2 separate regions of the Mus musculus genome follow, and region 1 is linked to region 2. A link is a contact called in public HiChIP or PLAC-seq data. All regions are on one chromosome and are shown on one strand. Each heading gives the region's core, a stretch centred on a gene start, on an enhancer-like site or on the middle of the called end of the contact. The rest is flanking DNA. Distances are from core to core; before and after follow the strand shown.

What was found. HiChIP or PLAC-seq counts read pairs in DNA pulled down with a chosen protein or histone mark.
Region 1: a FOXA1 HiChIP or PLAC-seq map of pancreatic cancer cells shows a contact between it and region 2. The contact joins the enhancer-like site here to the promoter of Cbx2 in region 2. A contact is called at or near these places in 9 of 39 promoter capture datasets (the 3T3-L1 cell line, 3T3-L1-derived adipocytes, the C10 cell line and 5 more), 11 of 115 datasets of contacts at active chromatin or transcription factors (acute myeloid leukemia, bone marrow-derived macrophages, cardiomyocytes and 7 more) and 3 of 9 other capture datasets (adipose tissue, liver and pancreatic islet).

Annotation. Positions count from the first base shown.
Region 1 is chr11:119,164,750-119,168,264 of GRCm38.p6, reverse strand. The region is part of intron 3 of Tbc1d16 (TBC1 domain family, member 16); the gene reads left to right. Among named protein-coding and RNA genes, the nearest start is that of Mir6934, 12 kb to the right of the region's middle. Within about 2 kb of position 2,029, at least 90 of the 459 cell types and tissues checked have an H3K27ac peak or open chromatin away from gene starts, as enhancers often do. A contact at or near this core is called in bone marrow-derived macrophages, pancreatic cancer cells and pre-B cells, where this site is marked.
Region 2 is chr11:119,021,537-119,024,753 of GRCm38.p6, reverse strand. Cbx2 (chromobox 2) reads right to left here and starts at 1,733. Exons shown (of 5, transcript NM_007623.3): 1 at 1,574-1,733; 2 at 1,453-1,496; 3 at 514-579. The coding sequence starts at 1,645. It overlaps Gm35829 (a long non-coding RNA gene), which reads left to right and starts at 915. Exons shown (of 3, transcript XR_389218.4): 1 at 915-1,481.

The DNA.
Region 1 (3,515 bases), core at 780-3,279, 140 kb before region 2:
TATTGAAGCTGCTTCTTCCCTCTGCTGGATTATTGAGCGTTCTTTTTGGGACCCATCGACCGTCAACCCCAGGGCTCATGTCTGACGCTTGGCCCTGCTTCATTCATTTATTCATCTGTGTTTCCCTGTACACCGGGACAATGCCATCCCGATGACTGCCTTAGTAACTTCTCAGGTTTAGAAAGGTCCTGGTACCCTGTGTTCTTACGCCCAGACTCTTCCAAATCCTCTCGTGTTCCCATGTCCATTTTGGTATCAACCCATGGGTGTCTGTGCAAGGCAGCTGAGACTTGCTACAGTATTGCTTTGTTTCTGGATGGATTCTGGGTACCTCCATCACCCAGAATGGAGCCTTCCCCAGATTGTTGTAGACCATGCCTGGTCACACTTTGGCCTCCCCTTCCTGGTCCCCAGAACTGTGAAGATTAACTCTTGTGGTTTTGAGCCGGGTCTGCTGGCCATTTCTAACCATGACCCTAGGAAACATTGTGGAACCTTCGGGTGTCAGGCCAAGGGGCAGGGTTACTGGTGACCAAGGTGACAGACAGGAGGCCATTTCTCGGCTGAGTGTGCAGGATGATGTGGGGAGTGGTGGGCTCTGGGGTCTTCTTTCAGGACAGACGTGTCATTTGGGCAGGATCGGCTCCTCTCCTGAGTGGAGAGTCTCCTGAGCTATGTGGTCATTCATCCTGTATTGCCATTTACCTGTGACATTCTTGCTATCATTAGTCCATGAGCAGGGTTAGCAAAGCCTCACTCAGTCTGGTGGGCTGGAGAATGACAGCCATGGGGACAGCTAGTGTCTCTATACCCCTCCCCCTTCTTTTTTCTTCATCTGAGACAAGGTCTCCTGTAGCCCAGGCTGACCTTGAACTTGTTATGTAGCCAAGGATGACTCCTGATCCTCCTGCCTCCAGCTTCCCCAGTGCTGGGATAGACCGTTCCCTTTCCTTCTTTTCTGAATTACCATTTTACTTTCTAATATAAACGGAAATTCAGGATTCATGGAAGAACAAACAACAAAGATAAAAATGTAGCAGGTTGGCGTGGTGGTCTTGATAATCAAACTGATACACTACGCCTATCAGGAAATCTGAAAAAAAAAAAAAAAAGAAAAAAAGAACATGGTGAGAGCAAACTTTAATTGTGCCATCTAGAAATGTCCGTTATTATAACATCCATAGCATGAGTATATGGATTAAATCTGTAAGGTATGTTTTATATGATGTCATATTGACAGCACTGAACATCATGTTCTTCATTTGATGTATATACTATGAACCTTTTTTTCCTAGTTATTAAATACTTTTATGAAACATTTTATAGCAACTGAATGGAATGGGGTCCTATGACCTTACCAAGCCCGTCTGGTAGTGACACTGAGCTGGTATTGGTGTGTGTCTAAAGCCTCCACGGTGGCTCAGGGGTCAAGCTCTTGCCACTCTGGCACAGGACCCAAGTTTGGTTCCCAGCACCCATGTCAGACAGCTCACAACTGCCTGTGACTCCAGCTCCGGGGTAACTGATGCTCTTTTTGACCTCAGCAGGCAGTGGATTCACACACACACACACACACACACACACACACCCCTAATTAAAAATAAATTAAATCCGAGCTGGGGAGATGGTTTAATAGTTAAGACCCAGGTTTGATTCCCAGTACCTACAGGGCAACTCACAACCATCTTTAACTCCAGTTCCAGGAGATCCAATGCCTTCTTCTGGCCTCTGAGGGCTTCACCCGTACATATGATGCACAGGCATGCATGCAGGCAGAACACTCCTACATGCATACAGGCAGAACACTCCTATACAAAAAATAAAAGGTAACAATAAGTAAAGTTTTAAGAAATAAAAAAAAGAATCTATCCCAAAAGCTCCACTGGATAGTAACTGCTGTTCAGTAGTGCTTGCGTGTCCAACACATGCAGTTTGGCCAGTGTTGGCGAGTATGGTGCATCGCTGAGCAGCCTTACCACAGCTCAGACAGGAAGCGCTGTCTCTGCGTCTGGTACCCCTCCCGGTCCTGCCCTGCGTGACTCACCTGCACCCTAGCAACAGTGACACGGAGTGAGCCAGAGACACAAGCCACAAAAGGAAAGAAGACAGATCAGAATTCGAAATGTGTGTGTGTGTGTGTGTGTGTGTAAGTTGGTACATCAAACACAATGCAAAAACGAAACCCACAGAATGCACAATGGAAAATAAACTTAGAAATCACACATCTAGTTAAGAGATTGATATCCAGGATATATAGACTTTCTAAAGTCCCCAAATGAGACGTTTCCCCAAAGATACTCAAACAGGTAGCAAGCAGGAGGGCAGGTGTCACTGAGGAAAGCTACCCAAAGCTGCAGGGAGAGGACCCCAGGCTCTGCATGGCTGTGGTAAACCAGAGGAGACCATTACAAGGGTTGGTGGGAATGCAGAGAAAGCAGAACCTTGTGTCGTGTGGGTGGGGTGAACACAGCTCCCACTTCTGTGGGAGATGGGGGTGGGGGGCACTTCCTCAGAAAAACCTAAAAACAATGATTTAGAAATTCCTCTTCAGGGCTTGTAACCAAAAGGTCAGCTAGCAGAGATTCGAGGGGGTGCTCGTGTTAAAGAAGCATCAGGACACAGTGGACAGGCAGACAGACAGACAGACAGACAAATACGCTGAAGTCTGTCCACTTCGTGGAATGTCGCTCCTCCTTGGAGAGCCTTGGAGACCACGTGCTCAGTGAAACACTCCAGTCACAGAAGGGCGAGCGCTGCATCCGCCACCTGGATGAGGCCCTTGGGGCAGCCAAGTTCACGTACACAGAGCATAGGATGATGTTGCAGGGATCTAGACGGCAGGGAAGTGCCAAAGAATTTCATTGATATCACAGCACCTCTGTTGTATACAACCAGTGTTCCGGGGGAGGCAGAGAGTGGCTGCATGGTTCTGTGATTCACTCTGTACCGCTGAACACTACTCTCAAAGATGATTAAGCCAGGGGCCTGGAGGGGTGGCTTTTGTGATTAAGAGCACTGGCTGTTCTTGCAGAAAACCTGGGTTCAATTCCTGGCACCCATATAGCTGTTCACAGCTGGCTGTAACTCTTGTTCTAGGGGATCCAGTGCCCTTTCCTGACCTCTTTGGGAGGCAAGCATGCAGTGTGCAACTATACATGCAGGCAAAAGACATGTACACATAAAATTATATTTAAAAATCTAAAAAATGCTTAATTCAGGGAATTTGATATTTTGGGAAGTCAGGCCCATTTGTACAGACCTGTGGTCCTAGCTACTCAGGAGGCTGAGACAGGGGAATTGAAACTGCAAAATAGCCTATAAAACTCAGTAAGACTCTGCCCCAAGTAAAAAGTAAAAAGAGGGCTGGGGTATAGCTCCCTGTTAGAGCTTGCCTAAGAATGTGGATCCAGTCCCCAGTAAAACATTCTCACGAGTGCATGTACACACACACACACTGGACACACATACGCACATACACAGCACATATACACACTGCACACACCATACTCTGCACA
Region 2 (3,217 bases), core at 484-2,983:
TGACCTCAGCTGGGGAGGTTTCTGAGCAGACATTCATCTGCTTTATGGACAGAGGCATTGCAGAGGGAAGGTGCCGGTGAAACCCACCTCCCTGTCCCCCAGCCCAACATGCCCTTCCCAACACCATCTCACAGGATCCTTATCTCAATGAGTCGTGCCCCCCCCCCCACCCCGAGGCGGGACGTAAGAACTGTAATTACAGAAGTGACCTCAGCACTTTCAAGGCTTGGGCAAAACATCAAACACATGACTTTGCACTCTGGGCCCTCCCTCTCCTGCACCATGGCACACGCACACCGTGGCAGGGGCAGAGGTGTGCTTTTTACAACAAGCTTCCAGCTTCAAGTGCTATTAGTGCCGACCAAAAGCTACTCCACAGAAAAGGCCAAGAGAAACCAGAGGCTGTCTGTGAGGCCTTAAAGTGCTCCACCACAGGCTTCCCCACACCACAGCCCCAGGCCACTGTGTCACCAGCCAATTCCACCCAACTCTCCCCTCCTCCAGAGTTCTCACTTCTTCTGGAAGGCTAGGAGCAGCCTCGGGTCCAAAATGTTCTCTTCTGGCTCCCAGCTGTTGTGTCTGGAAAAGCAAAGCAAAGGGGGGTGGGCGGGCTGGTGAGCAGCATCCAGGTGGGCTGCCGGGGACAGCTCCCACAGCCCCGCTGGGACAAGGGGCACTGCGGCAGAGGCTGTCCTCTGAGGTCTTAGAAGTCCTTAAAGTTAGTTAGCATCCCAGCCTCAAACCCACAGGCAAACTGCCACCTCAAACCCCAGCAGGCCAGGAGAGGACTCGACAGTCTACACTGGGAGGAAAACAAACCCCAACAAAGAGCAAAGCTGCCGAGGGAATCCCCTGGGCCTGGCCCGGAGCCAGGGAGGGGAGGGAAGGCAGGTAGGGGAGGGGGAGCCGGGGGGCACAGACGGAACAAAGTGGAGGATACCACCGAGAGCGCGGGCAGGGCACCGGGTTTGGGGAGTGGTATCTGGAGGGGATGGGGCTCAGGAAGGAGGGTGGCGGGGCAGCTACAAAGGAAGCCCTTTCCGGAGAAGGCCGGGTCCCCGTCCCTCATTGAGAAGAAAGCAAGCTCGGGCCGGGGGTAGGAGTAGGTGGGGGAGCCCTCCCACCAGTAGGAAGCTCAGGTTACAGCAGGATAACTTGGGCAAGGGGAGGGGGCCCGCGTCCCGCGCCAGCCGCGGCCAGCTCCTGGGCGGGGGCGCATGCAACAAATGGGCGCCAGAAGCGCGCGGCGCGGAGGCGGGCCGGGCTCCAGGGACTCGGGGCTGGAGGCCGCCCTGCTCGCTCCCCGTGGGCTCGTAAACAAAGGGCAGCGCCAGTCGGCCAGAGTCCTCTGGGTCCCGAGGCACAGGACTTCCCGCCCGGGCCTGCGATGCGAGGGTTCCCACCCAGGCCGGGAGGCGCGCGCGGGAAGGCGGCCGCGCACCGGAGACTCACTTGGAGGACCAGCCGCGCCACTTGACCAGGTACTCCAGCTTGCCCTGCGGAGAGATAAGAGCGGGCGGTTAGCCCCGCAGAGCGCCAGGCGCACGCGGGGAGCGGGCGGGGGCTCACGCACCTTGCGGAGCCGCTTGCTCAGGATGCACTCGGCGGCGAAGACCTGCTCGCCCACGCTGCTCAGCTCCTCCATGCCGCCGCCCGCCGCGGCCCGCGCCCCGCAGACCCCGGCTCACTGCTGCACACAAAGCGCCGCCCCCGCCGCGCCCCGCCCCGCGCACGCGCGCCGGAGTCGCCCGCGCTGCTCTACCCGCAGCCGCCGGGCCAATAGGCGCGCCGGGCGCGCGGGGCGGGGCGCGCATTGTTCGTGGTAGCCGCGGCGGGGACCAGTCCGTGGGGTTGGGCGCTCTCTGCACTGTGTCGGGAGGCTGCGTGCTCCGGGAATCCTGGGGTCCGGCCGCTCCGGATCGCAGGTCCCTGCGGAAAGCTATTGTTTGGCCAGAGGGCGGCGAAGCGGGGAGCACGCGGCGCTTCTTGCCCCCGCCAGTGAGGGGCGCTGCTCCCCACTAGTCCTCTACCAGTCAGGGGTACAAAAAGAGTGGAAAAGTACGGGGTTCGGGAGGGGACACCGAAAAAGGAGCCTCGAAACTCTACTTAAGGTTGTAGATGAAAAATTCAGGTCACTGGAAGAAGACTGAACTCCGAACTCTTAACTAAAGAGTTGTGAAAATGGGACCTAGTTCCCCGACTTTTAGTACGCGCGTGGGGACACAACCAACTTGATTTTTTTCTTAGTTTATTTCACGATTTTGGTGACGTCGACGTGGGCCAGAGGGATCGGTGTGCAGACTTGGGTGTAACTGGATTCTTGTCACTGCTTGCTAGCTCTGCTAGTAAAGTCCTTTGGATCAATTTCCAGGGGTGGCCCCGGTCCTCCCAGGTCGCCATGGCTTAGGCGCCCTACCCATTTATTTTCCCGCTCAGACATAAATTCCGTTGAACAGTCTCCTTTGTAAGTTTTGAAGCGAGTCAAGCACATGATGAAAGAAGCGTTCTCTCATTTAATAAAGCAGAATCCAATGAAAATTCGCTTTCTGGTTTTGCCTCTTTCTTGAACAGGCTGCGAATCCAAAGTCACACCTTTGTAGGACCTTGTCTTCACGTAACCGTGAACCTATTTATGAAGGAGTAATATCTTTTGGTTGTAAAGCTTTCTGCCCTAAGAAACGAATATCGGGAAACCACTGGGTTTTAGGGTATTCTTCAGTTTAGTTGGTTGGTTAAATCTGCTTTGGAAAGAGCTCGCAGCTGTTTGCAGAGGGGGCAGGGAAAGAGACATTTTTTTTCCTTCTTTTTTCCTTCTTGAGAGCGCAATGATTGCTCATTTAGGTGCTTGGTGCAGTAGTGGATGAAGCAAGGGGGAAGAGAGCCGCTGAAGTCTCCCAGACAGCTCTTTTTGTCCCTGTTCAGATCAGCTGGGCAGTAAATGGTTGCGCTGTACAAAGGTGTGCTTATTGTAATCCTATAAATAGCTGGATCCATTTCAACTGCTGCTTGCGCTTCGGGATTCTATGGGGTGTCACATTTACTGTTAGAATCTGCCCACTATTCCCTTTCTGGAACAGGGTATACCAACACAGTTGCTTACTTATTTTTTAAGAGCAAAGAACTTTAAAAATACAGTTCTTTCTTGTTTGGCGAGAAGTAGCCAAGAACCTAATATGAACACATTGGAAAAAAATAAGTCTCTTTACCTGAAATATGT